Regions from separate parts of the Mus musculus genome. Here all the other regions are linked to region 3. A link is a contact called in public Hi-C data. All regions are on one chromosome and are shown on one strand. The core of a region is the stretch at or near the end of the contact, and the rest is flanking DNA. Distances in the headings are between cores, read along the strand shown. Region 1 has its middle 18 kb from the start of Gm46023. Region 2 has its middle 51 kb from the start of Gm46023. Region 3 has its middle 35 kb from the start of Smim38.

The links. A called contact is a pair of places that touch in the nucleus more often than the background predicts.
Region 1: a contact with region 3 is called in a Hi-C map of bone marrow-derived macrophages, with 37 read pairs. The contact joins two enhancer-like sites. A contact is called at or near these places in 10 of 484 Hi-C or Micro-C datasets (MC3T3-E1-derived osteoblasts, bone marrow-derived macrophages, differentiating embryonic stem cells and 6 more), 3 of 115 datasets of contacts at active chromatin or transcription factors (the NIH/3T3 cell line, embryonic stem cells and pancreatic cancer cells) and 1 of 9 other capture datasets (embryonic stem cells).
Region 2: a Hi-C map of bone marrow-derived macrophages shows a contact between it and region 3, with 25 read pairs. The contact joins two enhancer-like sites. A contact is called at or near these places in 1 of 15 datasets of contacts at CTCF or cohesin (embryonic stem cells), 7 of 484 Hi-C or Micro-C datasets (bone marrow-derived macrophages, embryonic stem cells, palatal mesenchyme and 1 more) and 1 of 115 datasets of contacts at active chromatin or transcription factors (embryonic stem cells).

Annotation. Positions count from the first base shown.
Region 1 is chr7:145,049,561-145,052,260 of GRCm38.p6, reverse strand. No RefSeq gene overlaps it. Among named protein-coding and RNA genes, the nearest start is that of Gm46023, 18 kb to the left of the region's middle. Within about 2 kb of position 1,345, at least 22 of the 459 cell types and tissues checked have an H3K27ac peak or open chromatin away from gene starts, as enhancers often do. A contact at or near this core is called in bone marrow-derived macrophages, where this site is marked.
Region 2 is chr7:145,016,927-145,019,626 of GRCm38.p6, reverse strand. No RefSeq gene overlaps it. Among named protein-coding and RNA genes, the nearest start is that of Gm46023, 51 kb to the left of the region's middle. Within about 2 kb of position 1,281, at least 8 of the 459 cell types and tissues checked have an H3K27ac peak or open chromatin away from gene starts, as enhancers often do. A contact at or near this core is called in bone marrow-derived macrophages, where this site is marked.
Region 3 is chr7:145,241,957-145,244,656 of GRCm38.p6, reverse strand. It overlaps a transcript of Tpcn2 not described here. Among named protein-coding and RNA genes, the nearest start is that of Smim38, 35 kb to the right of the region's middle. Within about 2 kb of position 1,361, at least 19 of the 459 cell types and tissues checked have an H3K27ac peak or open chromatin away from gene starts, as enhancers often do. A contact at or near this core is called in bone marrow-derived macrophages, where this site is marked.

The DNA.
Region 1 (2,700 bases), core at 96-2,595, 190 kb after region 3:
TGGTGGAACAGCCAGGACTTATAACCTTCTTTCCAGTCTCTGAATATTTTAAATTTCAGTTTTATTTAGTGTGTGTGTGTGTGTGTGTGTGTGTGTGTGTGTGTGTGTGTGTGTGTGTGTGTGTGAGAGAGAGAGAGAGAGAGAGAGAGAGAGAGGTGGTATATGTGTGTGTGTGTGTATGTGATGTGTGTGCATATGTGATGCATGTGATGTGATATGTGTATGTGTGTATGTGATGTGGTATGTGTATTTGTGTGTGCATGCATGTGTGTGTGATGTGTTCTGAGGCACAGGTGTGGAGGTCAGAGGACTGTTTACAGGAGAGAGTCAGTTCTTTTTTTTTCCACCATGTGGTTCTGTGGATGGAACTTGTGTCACCAGGCTTGGCAGCAACCACCTTTGCTAACTGTGCCTTTCCCCCAGCCTTCTCAAATACCCAGCCTCTGGAGTAAGGGCATTACTCATGTGTGGTTTACTTTTCTTGTAGTGTTTGAGAAATGCCAGCTTTGTCAGATGAACTCAAAGGTGTTCTGAAACCTTCCTTGTTCTGGGAGAAATTGGAAAGACCTAGTGTGAGTTCTTTGAGTGTTAGAATTTACCTATGAAGTGGCCAGTCTAGGACTTCCCTTTACTAGGTTGGGGTTTGGCTTTGGTTTGACTCTGTCTCCTTACTAACCTCACCTGTCCAATGCCAGGTCCTTCTTGCCCCACTTCCAGGGTCTGTCCATCTCTCCTTGTCATCGGCTTCTCTCCTTGTCATCAGCTTGCAGCCATGGATCTCCTGGGCCACAGTGCTTCTTACCCACAGCCCTCACCTGTCTTCATGTCTGGAAGCAGAACCATTCCCTTGAGCTTCATCACTTGCTTCTCATCCACTTCACTTTGGAGAGTCATCCCCTGAACTCTCCCCACACTCACACTGAGTACACATCCCAAGCCTGGACCACACTCACCCCTGTGACTCCGTCCTGACACTGCCAGATCATGTCTGCCCATCTGGGTAGCTGTTCTAGTACTTGGTGAGTGACATCAATGTATTCCCTTTGTAGGGTCCCTTTCCACACAGTGTCTGCCCTCCTGTAGAGGAGCCACCAGGCCCTGACTGGAGCTCTGGAGCTTCTTCTCCACCCAGTGTCCACTCTTGTTGCATGCCTCTACCCTCAGGCCATTGGGGGTGCTCACCCAAGCTTCCATGGGTACTCAGCTACCCTAGGGAACTGGCCTTTAAGGTAGTATGGGTGGGACAAAGTTAAGTGCTCATTTTAGGACTGACTGCAAATACATGAGCCACCCAAACTTGAGAAAGGAGAAGCTGAGGTTGCACCCGGCTAGTTGCTCAGAAACCTGACGGTCACGTGTGTCCTGCATGCAACCTGCAATGTGGTGACCTCTGCAGACTGAGGATACTCCCCAAGTGTGCCTAGGGATCCATTCTCCTCTCCCCATTGTGTACATAAGCTTTAGGTGGGGTCTCTTGTAGTCAGCTGCTGCCTTAAGCTGTGCCTACTACACACACATGCACACACACACACACACACACACACACACACACACACTGTGTCTTACAAAGGCATCACTTCAAATCTGCAGGGATGAGCAATGACTTAACCAGGCAGTGAGGACCCATTAGCCTGATCTCTGATTCCAGAATAAATCACTGCAAGAGGGGATGCCAGTGGGGTGGTCCCTGAGCTCCAAGCCAGACTGTGGTGACTCCTTCTCAGGAGAAAACTCCTCTCCTCCATTAAAACAGGCCTTCCCAACTATGAGCTGCTTCTTCCAGTGTGAAAGGAAGACTATACATAGCTGCACACACAGGCAACACAGACCTGCCCCCAACCTTGTCAGCTAGGCCACTTCAGCCAGAGCCCTCTTCCAAAAATCTGTGAGAGGTCTCTCCACAACCCCATCCCCAGTCCTGTCCTCTGCTGGCCTGACACTCTTCCCTGAGGACAGATTGCATGCCATGCACTGCTTCATCCTGCAACCCTCAAGTCTCTCCATTCTGAATGAAAGAGTACAAAGACTTGTGGGTAATCACAAACTATGGAGCCATGCTAGAAGTAGGCATTCCCTGGAACTCATCTGTCCACAGATGCAAATGCAGTCACTGGGTACATCTGTCTAGATTCCAGTGACCAGCCACCTTGTTTTGCCAGCCCTCTCAGAGACAAAGCCCTCAGCCCAACTTATGCATAAACAGGATCTTCTGCTTCCACTGGCTTGACATCTTGTGCTTTGGTGCAGGGGGATCCGGAATCTGGACACAATGGGAATGGGACGAGGCCCCTCCTGCCCACAAATGGTAAGAACACTTGAGACTCAGAGTGAGGCAGTCAGCAGGTCTTCTTGCCCTTCATGTTCTTAGAGCCAGTCAGCTTATCCTCAGATGAATAGGCATGAGCCAGAAGAACACAGTCTGCAACTTCCCTCTGTGGGGACAGTCCACATGCCCAAGCAAGCTGATGCTGGGCCCCACTGGAGAAAAGGAAGAGTTAACTATACTCTTCTGCGCTGCTGAGATAGCTCAGTGGATAAGTTGCCTAGATAGATAGATAGATAGATAGATAGATAGATAGATAGATAGATAGATAGATAGATAGATAGATATTTAAAAACACAGAAACAAAACAAAAACAACATCAACAAAACATTCAACTTGGGGGTAAGGGGTTCCTAGCCATAAAGAAAAGAAGTTTG
Region 2 (2,700 bases), core at 32-2,531, 220 kb after region 3:
TGAGTGGCCATGGAAGTCTGGAGCCTCCAGGTTACTTGGAGGAGTGTAGCCTCTTGCCTCTTGCAGGATTTCTCTGGAAGCTAACCTGGAGATCCCAGCAGTTTTCCAAATCATCCTTTCTTCTCTGCAGATCGATTTTCTGAGGACAGACCTAGGCTGGGTCAAGGGTTCTAGGAAAGGGACTGCCTCCCTCCCCACCTCCCATCCACTATCCTAGTGGCACATTCTGCAGAGAAACCATCTCCATCCAGTAACTGGATTGTTTAGGAGAGCATCTACCTCAGTTGCCATGGCAGCAGCATCTGAAGCCAGCTCCAGTTGTCAGCATAGCCAGGCACACATAAAAGTTTCCAGCCTAGTGGGAAACATGAGTTCATGCAGGGAACAGGAGGCTTCCCTGACTCGGGGGTCCAACCAGGGGACCTCAGAAACCTGAGAAATTGCCTAAAAGGGGGAAGTCAAGAACCATAGAGAAATCTTCTTACCCAAACCCTCAAATGTCAACAGCTCCTGGGTGCATTACAGTCCAAGGCTTCCATTACCCACTCACCTCAATGCCCAGTGAGGCAGCTGAGCTACGTAGTGAATTGAAGGCCAGCCTGGGATACAGAGCAAAATATTCAAACAAAACAAAAACTCCCTGCAATGCAATTTGGGAAGATATATGGCCAAGAAAGATGGGAATAAGACAAGGGCTCTCTCACTGCTCTTCACCAAGGTTTCAGCCTCATGGGGTTGGGTCCTGAGATTCCAGTGTGACCTCAATGCTTCCCAGGAAGGCACATGAGATATACAGAATCTAGGAGGATGTCAGACCTGCTTTTTTATCAAGATGGCCGCTAGCTGGTCACCTTGCCAGCTCCTATCTAATTTTGTGCCTGGAATGGGGTTTTCAGCCAAATTCTAGCTCTGAGGTGGGACAAAGAAACAGAAGGCAGTGGCAGCCTCTGGTCAGAAGGCAGCATGTAGAGGAAATCTGTGTAGCTGGGGCTGACCATCAGTCTTTGTCAATAGCTCATATGCAGCAGAAGAAAAGCTCAGAGTTTCATGTGGCAAGAGCACTTTTGTGCATTTGTCCATAGATGACATTCAGCAAGACTTGACAGGTACCTGCCATCCACCACACACTATGCCAAGCACTAGGGAAGTGTATCATTCATTCATTCATTCATGTACACATTCAACAAGGAGTCCCTGGGTGGATGGCCCAACTAAAATAAGAACAGAGGAAGTGGGTAAGGACCTACGCTCAGGACTGGTGTTCACAAGGGGCCAACAGCAAGAAGCCTAGATTATTGCAAAACATTCAGTTTCAGGGACAGAAAGGGAGCCACAGCTGCGGCACTAATCACCATAGAGGGTAATGACATTGTGATGCCATTCTACAGATGGAGAAAGTGAGGCAGCGAGTCAGTACACCACATCTAAGATCACTCCACTGAGGAGTACTGAGACACCTGATCTGCTGCCCACTGGAGCCTCAGCATAAAGCCAAGCTGTCAGGGTTGAGAAAGAGACCTCTTGGCAGCTGGACAGCCATGTCTGCCCAAGGCAGATAGAGGAGCCAGTGTGGCCCAAGGTTTATTGGAAAAGAGAAGGCAGGAGGATGATGTTAGCAGTGGCTGGACATGGAGAAATAGGGTGACCTCTTACTGGACACCCAGGGAGAAAAATTACTGGAAAAGCCTGGAAAAGACCAAACGTTGTTTTAGCTGACTGAGAGACATCCGGCCCTGTTCAGCTCAGGTGTCTGGGCTCATGGACCTCAGCCACACCCAGTCATGAGCTCACTGATCACAAGCACCTGCTCACAAAACAGCCAGACTCTCCATTCACACCTGGATGGGCACTCAAGAGCCTTCCTCAAGGGGAGCAGAAGACTGAAAGTTCTAGAACAGGTGAAGATGGGGATTTGGAAGCTGAGCTAAAGAGAAAACAAGGTCAAAGACTTGAAGGCAAAAATCTCAACCAGAGATGAAGACAAAAGGGGTGTTGGGGTGACTGAGTATAAAGAGGCACATTGAGGATGAAGCTGGACACGGCAGAAGACCTCTGTGAACAGCTCAGCCTGGAAGAGTTGGGAGGACGGCAGAGTATGGGGTCCTTGGAGCCCTGGACATGAGCCCTGAGACCCACAGCACTCCTGAGAGTGCCACATGGGAGAGCCAGTTGCAGGTATGACTCTATCTGTCCTGGTGAAACCTGAGAGACAATTGTAGGATTGTACCCATTCCCCAGATGAGATTGCTGCAGCTCAGATGACCACTTGGGACCTCAGATGTCATCAGCAGAGACCACTGGGAATGTCACCAAGAACATCCAAAGACCAAATGTGGACAGTGAGCTTCCCACCCTGGAAACTTCTGGGCCGTTATTGTGCAGACTTGTGGTCCCTCTTCAACCTTGGATACCTGATAGGCCTTGGACCCCAAAAAGTCCCCAACCCTTTGTATCTATACTTCACCTGATCTGGGGTCTAGAACAGCTGGAGGAGGGCCAGGACCTCTAGGATTGATTTCTGCATGTCGTGAGTCACTTACAGCCACAGGAGAACTGTATGAAGTTTTCATATCCAGAGATTTCCCCAAATTTCCAAATTTGCTTTTTGTGGTCCTCAGGCATTTGGAGAAGTTCTGTCACCAGTGGAAGTGGTCAGGGGCCACCATTCCAGGTCTCGCTGAGCCCCAGTCCGTGTAGCCT
Region 3 (2,700 bases), core at 112-2,611:
GATACAGGTATGTCTTGAGGGAGGCCTGGGAATCAGGAAGCTAGAGCTAAGGAAGGCTCCTCCCTGGGCCCTTTGGAGGGGTGGGGCCCAGATGTCAGCAAACTTGGATGCCTGGCTTTGCAAACTGTGAAGGGAGACAGTCTGGTCTGTGTACCCCAGTCGGTGGTGACCTGTCATAGAGGCTTGAGGCAGCTCAGTCCTCTGTGGGTGCTTCTTACCAGCACTCATGCTGATGATGGACCCTAGGCCACCAGACTCCTGAGGTGGGACTGGAAGTCAGTAGGGACAGAGTGGCTTAAGAGACAGTTTCTGTTTCTATGTAGTGATCTAGGGAAGCAGGTTCTGTCCATGTTGGCTTGTCACTTTGTTCTGAAGTGATAGCATTGGAAGATATTTGAGCTGGGCTAGGGCTACCAGTGGGACAGAGTGCTGTCCTCTGGTGAAAACACACTGTCCTGAGCTGGAGGGGTCCACAAGCAGGCACATGCTGGCTGGTACTCACCGCTGCCTGCTTAGATGGGGATTGTTCTAGACATTGTGGGTTGATCAGCCCCTCTGGGATCTGTGGACCTTAGATAGATGATAGATAGATAGATAGGTAGATAGGTAGGTAGGTAGGTAGGTAGATAGATAGATAGATAGATAGATAGATAGATAGATAGATAGATAGATAGATGATAGATAGATCAACCTACTTAATGGTGATTCTTAGGAGATAATATCTGGGGATTTCTCCAGGCCAGGGCACTATTCTGGGCCCCTCTCCCACTGCTTCTGTTTCCTTGTGTATAATTTAGGATTGACCTCACTGAACCCTGGACCTGTAGGCACTCTGGAGAGCACAGCTCCTAAGAAAGGCTTTGGATGGTATGTAGCATCACTGAAAAATGGCTGACAGAAGCCTGGTGTGACAGGGCAGCAAGGAAGGGGCTGCATTTCTCACGGGCTCTCTACTTGGCACACAGTTTGGGGGCTCCTTGACAGCACCCCCTTCACCTCTGCATCTATACAAAGGTGCTCCGTCCTGTGTTCACCTGTCTCAATGAGCATTTTAAGCAGTGTCCCTCCCCCAGGTGAGGTGTGCACTGGGACAGCTGGCACCTGTATGCAGACCCAGATGCCATTGATGTCTGAGGCCCCAGTAGAGCCTGCTGTGGGCTGGTGTCACTGGCACCTTGTAAACCCATAGGGCACCCAGAATTGGCTTGGGTAACGGGATGTGTGCCCTTCATAGGGTCCAGCTGGTAGTATGAACTGGCACCCAGAGGTGTTTTGCATACAGGTGAGGGCCTGGGGCAGGCGCAGATTATCCAGGAGATAGGAGTCCCAGACTAGGGTACCTGAAATCCCTGATCTGTCCAGCAGAGGACAGCAGAGCTCCAGCGGCAGTGGGTGGATCCTGTCCCAGTCCGCTCACCTCCCCACTCTAAGGCTAGACTGGTGGTTACCTAAATGATCTTTCCTTCCTATTTTCATAAAGGCTTCCTTCGCGGCTGGGCAGCTTTCCTTGACTGCAAGGCCCACGTGTATTGTCCTCTCTACTGTCCCCCCTTGCCCATCTGAATGTATGTGTAGATCTTCTGGCCTAAGGGACCCCAGAAGACTGTAGGGCAGGAGTGTGTCTCCAGGACTGTCTCCTCTCCCGGCCTGGCTTGTCCCTTGGTGTTCCTCTTGTCTGATGTGGTGTGTATTTAGGGGTCCCCTATCATGGGCTTTCTCTGGCTAGAATGTGAACCTCACCAGGATAGAGATGTAGTTTACTTTTGGCCAAGTCCCAGGTGCTCAGGGAGGAACTGGTATATAGAAAGATGCCCAGGAGGTATCTGATGGGCAGACTGATAGGTGGAGAAATGTGTGGGTGTCCACTTCTGGGTCAACCACATGGTTTCCACTGTGAGCTGCCGAAGGGGTCCAGTTTGGGATGCAAATCTGGCCATGTTCTGACATATCCTCTGTCCTCTATGGACATTGGAAAGTGTAGAAGGCACTGAACCCTGAATGGGGAAATGGTTGACCTTGGGCTGGGCCAGTGTTGGAACAGACTCTGGGGTGACAGTGACCACCATGGGGACTCTGACATGTGCAGTTTAATGTGCACACATGATTATCCTTATTTCCGTTTGACAGGAAGGAACTGGAGCTCAGACCTTAATAGATACCTTCCCCACATTAACATCCCCCGCCCTTTTCTGTGTGTATCAAAGCTGATGCCTCAAGAAAACAGAAACACTGGCCATGTGCGTGGACAGAGAAACCGCGATGGTGTCACTGATGTGGTAGGCAGCTCAGACTTGGCAGGGACGGGGTGGGCGAGGGGGAGGTGTGAAGTCACTGCCTCCCTAGGGCTCAGAGTTCATGGCCCATAGAGCCCAAAGCATTTCTCTAATCAGGTACCTTCAGCATTTTTGTGAGATGCCAAGAATGTGTTTGGGGGCACCAGGGACTGGTTGGCCTTGCTTTCCCCTGGCACATAAACTACCACATAACTAAAGGGCAGGGACTCCTCGTGACCACAGCATGCAGGGCGGTGATCTCTGCTCCAGCCAGTGGTGGTGGCTGGTGGCCAATGGAGGGGAACTCCAGGCCAGGCAGGAGTCCGGGTGGTAAAATTGCCACGGGGTAGGAGACAAAAGCCCTCCTCTGAATACACTGAGGTGGACTACTGGCTTCTATTTTGTTTCCTCTCATGCCTAAGTTCTC